Regions from separate parts of the Danio rerio genome. Here region 1 is linked to region 2. The links are chromatin contacts, called in public Hi-C maps. All regions are on one chromosome and are shown on one strand. The core of a region is the stretch at or near the end of the contact, and the rest is flanking DNA. Distances in the headings are between cores, read along the strand shown.

Region 1 (3,187 bases), core at 85-2,584, 120 kb after region 2:
TGTTATCCTTTCTAACGGAGCACAGAGGTATGCGATTACCTATTTTTAAAGGCCATTAGGGCAGCCTATCACAATATTCAGACCAAACTTTTCTTGGTCTTACAACTTTCAAGGAATAATAAAATACATAAAAAGACATCTGAACCACTTAGTTTAGTGATTGTTATCATGATGTGGAGAGACTTTCAACCAGCATTACCAAAATGGCTTCTGCTAGACAATCACCTATTGTATTTTACATATTGATTTCTGGGTAACTGTAATGAAAAGCCAATGTGAAACACTTGACATAAAGTTAGATATTCCAGATATGGTCCAAATAAATACAGACAATTTAAACTCTTCAGTTTAAGTCATCCGTCCTTCCGTTGAAAAAGACACCAGAAATTCGGAAGAGTTTGCAATGAAATCATTCATTCAATTGATTCGTTCAAATGTGTAATTCATGGAAAAAAGAAGCAAAGTTGTGTTCTAATTCAAGAATTTTGAAATGATACTTTCTAAATCATGATTCCTATTCCAATTTTATTTCGATTTATTGCCCAGCACTTATTTATAATGAAATATTATACAGTACTAGGTAAAACTTGTGGTCTCAGACACTTAAGGCTAATGTATACTTCTGCCTCAAACACATGCGTATGCCCTGGCGCAACCTTCATGCGGTCCAATAGCCCTCGCTGTGGCTGATATTTGCAACGACACATACCGCAAGCTTTGTGATTGGTCAGCTTGGTAGCTGTGACAAGTGTGTGTGATAGCTGCAAGCTCGATGGAGCGAGTGCTTGCAAGTGTCGAGTCCCATGAAGCAGCTCTAGTTGGAAACTTTTGTTTAGTGTTTACCTTATGATTAAAGTTATAGCACGTCCACCAGTTTCCACCTCTGAATGAGCAGTTTTAGCTACTTGTACATTAAGGTAGCATTCAGAGAAAACACCTGCAAACTCTAAACAGAGGAACATAAAAGTCTTCTGCCAGCTAGTGTTTTGGATGTGTCATTGCAGAGCAACACAAACAGCGTGCAGAACACCCAGAATGCACGACTACCATGGGGCATGACAATCACTTGACACTGAAGTATAAACTAACCTTTAGACTCCATTGTACACTACAATGATGTCTATTATAATCAGTTTTGGTATGGAAAATCTTTGTAAAAAGCTAACTTTGGACTATTTAGACAGTTACCTTTGGACTATACAGTGTTGACAATGTGAACAGAACTTGCATCTATCTTACAGAAATAAATCTAATCCAGATGTGTTTATGCTGGGATCACTATTACCTCGCATTTGTCTTGAGTAAACTTTTTCGAGCACAGCCTAACATTTGCCAGAGTGCAATTATACAGCCGGAGAACAGTACAGCCAACAAAAGCAGCTGCTGTAATGCTTTCGTTGCCATTTCTATAAGTCCAAATGTGAGTCAGCATATAAGTGTTTAGTTCCAGGAGGCCCCTCTAAGTGGACAGAGGGCTGACCACAATTACTACCAACAGACCCTGAAACTTCCTATCTGACCAACACCCGCAAACTCCATTACAAGATACTTTAAATCATGTGAGATAAAACCTTCACTGTTTGAATGAACCTTAGAATAGGTGCAAGCAAGTCAAAATATGATGCAATACAATACTTTCACATTTTTATGCCTGTAAGTTATTATTCAGAAAGGCAGCTAAAATGTCTATAGCTCGGGTAACTTTAACAATTCTCTACTGTCAAACCTGTTCCTGGTGGGCTGCTGTCCTGCAGAGTTTAGCTTTATCCATAATTAAACACTCCTGAACCAGCAAGTCGAGAGTTGCATCTCAATCAGATCCCTAGCTCCCGAGGTTGTGAAGCAGTAGGTCATGTACACAAATTCGGTTAGTGTGGTACAAAAACTTCCTCATTGAACAGCATTAAAATTTTTGAATAAATTATTTATAATATATAATTTATTTATTAATTATAAATAATTTATAGTTTTTTTGTTTTGTTTAAAGCACATTATAGATAAATAATTTGATTGTTACATATACCAGCAACATTTCAGCCATTAATCAGTTATAAATGTTTGCTAGGTTGTTCGGTACCGGTCTAAGTTTGTTTATAAAGTTGTTGTTCTTTTATGGTTAAATATAATTATGAGAAGTTTCTTTTGAAAAAATGTCTCTTGTTTGTCATTATGCTTGGTGATTTGGTTCACGTGACTCATAATTGGTGCTTTAGAACATTCATTAAGGGACCATAGTGAGCATCGATGCTCCCTGATTTTCACGGTGCATTGTGGCACTTTTAAGGGAGTGAACATTTTAGTGCACTGGAATAATTTTGTGGGTGAGACTGCACTTAATATAGCTGGCTACCTGAGCAGTGCGCTGACTACTGAACAAGGGAACTGATTGAGACACACCCAAGGTCTTCAAATTCACTGCAAACTTCCAGGCAAATGTGTTGTTTGGAGACAAACCCTCAGGGATTGGACACCACTGTGTTAAACATGAAGGAGTATATCACTTACTCGTTTACTCACTTTCCTTTGATTTATTTCCTTCTTTATCTGGGACTACCCACCTTGGTCAAACTCATCTGCTTATAATCTCAGTAATCCAGAAGAACTTCATTAGCTTATTCTGGTGTGGTGAATTGGTTTTGGAGCTAAACTCTCAGGATAGTAGTGCACTGGAAGAATTTTGCGGTTGAGATTGCACATAATAGAGCTGGCTACCTGAGCAGTGCACTGACTACTGAACAAGGGAACTAATTGAGACACACCCAAGGTCTTCAGACTCACTGCAAACTTTTAGGCAAATGTGTTGTGTGGAGACAAACTCTCAGGGATTGGAAACCACCGTGTTAAACTTGAAAGTGTCTATCACTTACTCGTTCGCTTTCCTTTGGTTTATTCCTATCTTTATCAGGGACTACCAAAACAAATGAGTTGCCGATTAATTTGGCACATATTTTCCTGGTCGATGTCTTGTAAGAGACCATGTAGGGTGAATTGCATACATCATTTCTGTTGCCAAATTTGAATTTCACTTCTAACAAGAATTTACCTCTAAGGCACTTTATGTTAAGAGACTCTTGTGGAAAGGCTGAGAATGCAACTTCTCGTTGGGTTGAACTAAAAAAAAAAAGTTGCATTGACACATTATGCTCCCTCAGCGTTATGCACTGACTATTGAACAAGGGAGCTGATT
Region 2 (3,250 bases), core at 152-2,651:
GTCAAGGAGGTAAATAGTAATTGTAATTGGAAAAAGTAATTGAAAAACAATTTTAATGAAGTAATTGGTAATTAGACTACTTTTAAAAAGTAACCTAACCAACATTAGTAATCACTCGTGAAAAATATTCCTGTTTGCATTGTATATGTGATCTTGTATGTAGGGGTGGATTTAGAGATTTAAGAGCCCTCAGCAAATTCAGCCATGGGGCCCAAGTCCTGAGGTGCTCCCCTTGTACTTATATTTAACTTTTATTTATTTTGTTTATTTTTAAATATATCACTTAACCCTTTTCTAGGTTTTATCTTAATGCATTCTCTACATTTTAAATTATTTGTTTCCTTAAAATGAATTTACAACTAAAAATAATTTTGTAAATTTGACTGCTGGACTGCTCCATGACTTGGGGTGGTGGATATTTTGTTTTATAATATTATCATTACATAACGATACATTATTATAATAAATAATATTACATTTTATCGCATATTAAATAATATTTGTGTTCAAATTTTATTAGCTTGACTCTCACTATACAAAATATGATAGAAAACGATGTTATATATTGTTTATAGATCATTTATACTTCTAGATATTTATTGGGGTCCCCCAGATTTTCTGGGACCCTAAGCGGCCACTTACCTCGCTTATTGGTTAAATTCACCCCTGCTTGTATGTTATGTGGTGAGTAAAATAGTAGCAAATTTGCACTTTGGGGTGACCCATGCAGTTTAATTTAAAACCAATAATAAAAATTATTTCTTGATTTTAGGCAGGGCAGTGGGTAGCGCTGTCACCTCACAGCAAGAAGGTTGCTGGTTTGAGCCCCGGCTGGGTCAGTTGGCATTTCTGCGTGAAATTTGTGTGTTCTCCCCGCGTTTGCCCGGGATTCCTCCAGGTGCTCCGGTTTCCCCCACAAGTTCAAAGATGTGGTATGGGTGAATTGGGTAAGCTAAATTGTTCATATTGTATATGTGTGATAATGAGAGTGTATGAGTGTCTCCCGAGGGATGGGTTACGGCTGGAAAGGCATCTACTGCGTAAAACATATGCTGGATAAGTTGGCGGTTCATTCCGCTGTGGCGACCCCAGATTAATAAAGGGATTAAGCCAAAAAGAGAACGAATGAATGAACGATTTTCTTGATTTTAGCCCCATAAATGTAAAGTTTACAATATAAGTGATTTTTATAACCACTACCGTACCCTATATATAAGAGGGTATGATAGTGGTAACAAATCACTTTTAACAATAATATAATTATAAATCTATCTAAAAAAAAAAAAAAGACTTCAAATTGTTGTCTAGAAAAAAACATTTTTAACGCCATTTCAGGCTTTTGTGGTTGCCAAGTAAGGTGAATCCCGATCTCTTTGAAATCCACTTCCGGCTTTCCCAGGTTCCGATCTGAATTCCTACTGCTCTCTTTCTCTCTCAGTGAGATCAGTGAAAAATATCTCCAACCGTCCGGACTGACTCTCTCTCTCTCTCTTCACCTTTACACATTATGTCTGCGCTGACGCCTCGCATTTCGCTACACTCCAGCTCGGCGTTGGTCTAATCTCGGAAATATGGATTGACTTTGATTTTTCTCGGTCGCCTGTTGAAGTTTCAAAGCGCATTTCTGCGACTGGTCGTGTGTCTCTGCTCAACGAGCTTCATGTTTCCTTCGGCAACTTTCGGAAGTAACTCGTTCCGGATGTGTTCACACTGTTGAACTGCTCCGTGCGCACGATCAGAGGGATTTTAAATAAGGATTGATTCCGTGGCTTTTCACACTTCTTTTATTCGTGTTTAAAGTGATGGCGGAGCGGGGAGCCCGGCTGCTCCTCTCTCTTTTCTGCCTCACGATCACAGTTTCACATGCTGAAAAAGGTAAGAATGGGATTGAAGAGCATTCAAACTTTCTGCGGCGCAGCCCGCTCCCTGTTGTTCCCAAGAGTGTGAAATATGTGTAAATATGTGCAGGAACGAGTGTGTGTGACTAACATTTTAATCTCAACTAACTTTGAAAATCAATGGTATTTATCCAGTTCATTGAACACGTACTGCTGACAGCCCCATTAATCAAAACATTACGTCTAATCCAGCCGTGGTCTTCATATTTGCTCTGAAAATCTAATTTATGGAAAATGTATGATCTGCATTAACACCTTAACATGTCCACCTGAATAGAAAATCTCATTATTATTAACAAATGAGTCACCAAACTGGCTTGATGGAAAACAGCGTAAATGATTGTTCATTTTAGGCTAATAACCTAATTTCTATTGGGCTTAAAGAGTGTTTCTTTTGCATCATACTACACATAAGAAGTTTATATTAGGATTTTAAACATTGTTGTACAGTGCAGATATGCTAGAAGTTGAATTTGTTTTTCAATGCATGCTTGAAAAAAAAAATTAAAAAGGGCATTTGGGAAGAATATGTACACTTTTTATTGGTCTTGATGCAGTTCTGCATTGAAAAGTGAAATTAAATTACTTTCATCAGCTTGAAACCTAAAAGAAAACACACCTGAGATAAAAAGTGTCTAAAGGTAATGCAGAATGCCCTCAAATTGTATATTTATACAGACTTTTAAAGCCTGCACAAAGTGTTTTCAATTTAATAAAAGAAATGATGAATTTAAGCACATTTATGAATAATAAAAACATACTCCGACATGAGAACGATTGTGATTGTTACATTTTAGTTACACTGCATTAGACTTGCCTTTGATTCAGGAACTGAGCTGGGTCAGAGCTACCATTTTTTATTTTAGGGCTGTTCATGTGTCATTTCATTACATTCTGGCACAGAATATTGAGCTGCAAAAAGAGCAGCCTTAACAAAGCTGTGTAAATATGCCATTTTTGAGAGTATAAATTGCAATCAATCAATCTTTTGTTTGTTCTTTATTACTATTCATTCATAGTGATTATTATAAAGCTCTTGCTAAATGTGCACGATGCATCATTTAACTCTCCGTCCAACATGTTTTCACTACAGTATGGATAGGTGTGCTTGTTTATTAAGATCACGTAGGGTGAGAGCAGGCCGTGGTGGAGTTTGCGGCTGGGCTGTCTTGCGTGCGGAGGCTGATGAAAGCTGCTCTGCTGCATGAAAAGCAATGTGCTGTGGTAAAAAATCACAGGCTTTGCTGGAGATCAGTACAAAAGAGAGGAATGGGGGGCTGGGTGGAATGGGCAGACTCTGTCTGGAAAGTAATAAAACCAGGAGATTAAGGGGGGGGAACAGGGAGTTCCTT

What was found. Hi-C and Micro-C count contacts between places; a contact is called where the count stands out from the background.
Region 1: a Hi-C map of embryo shows a contact between it and region 2, with 2.3 times the contacts expected there. The contact joins the enhancer-like site here to the promoter of neo1a in region 2. A contact is called at or near these places in 2 of 18 Hi-C or Micro-C datasets (embryo and an unstated tissue) and 1 of 4 datasets of contacts at active chromatin or transcription factors (embryo).

Annotation. Positions count from the first base shown.
Region 1 is chr7:68,827,162-68,830,348 of GRCz12tu, forward strand. The region is part of intron 1 of neo1a (neogenin 1a); the gene reads left to right. Among named protein-coding and RNA genes, the nearest start is that of neo1a, 120 kb to the left of the region's middle. Within about 2 kb of position 1,335, at least 3 of the 62 cell types and tissues checked have an H3K27ac peak or open chromatin away from gene starts, as enhancers often do.
Region 2 is chr7:68,707,746-68,710,995 of GRCz12tu, forward strand. neo1a (neogenin 1a) reads left to right here and starts at 1,402. Exons shown (of 29, transcript NM_173218.2): 1 at 1,402-1,875. The coding sequence starts at 1,803.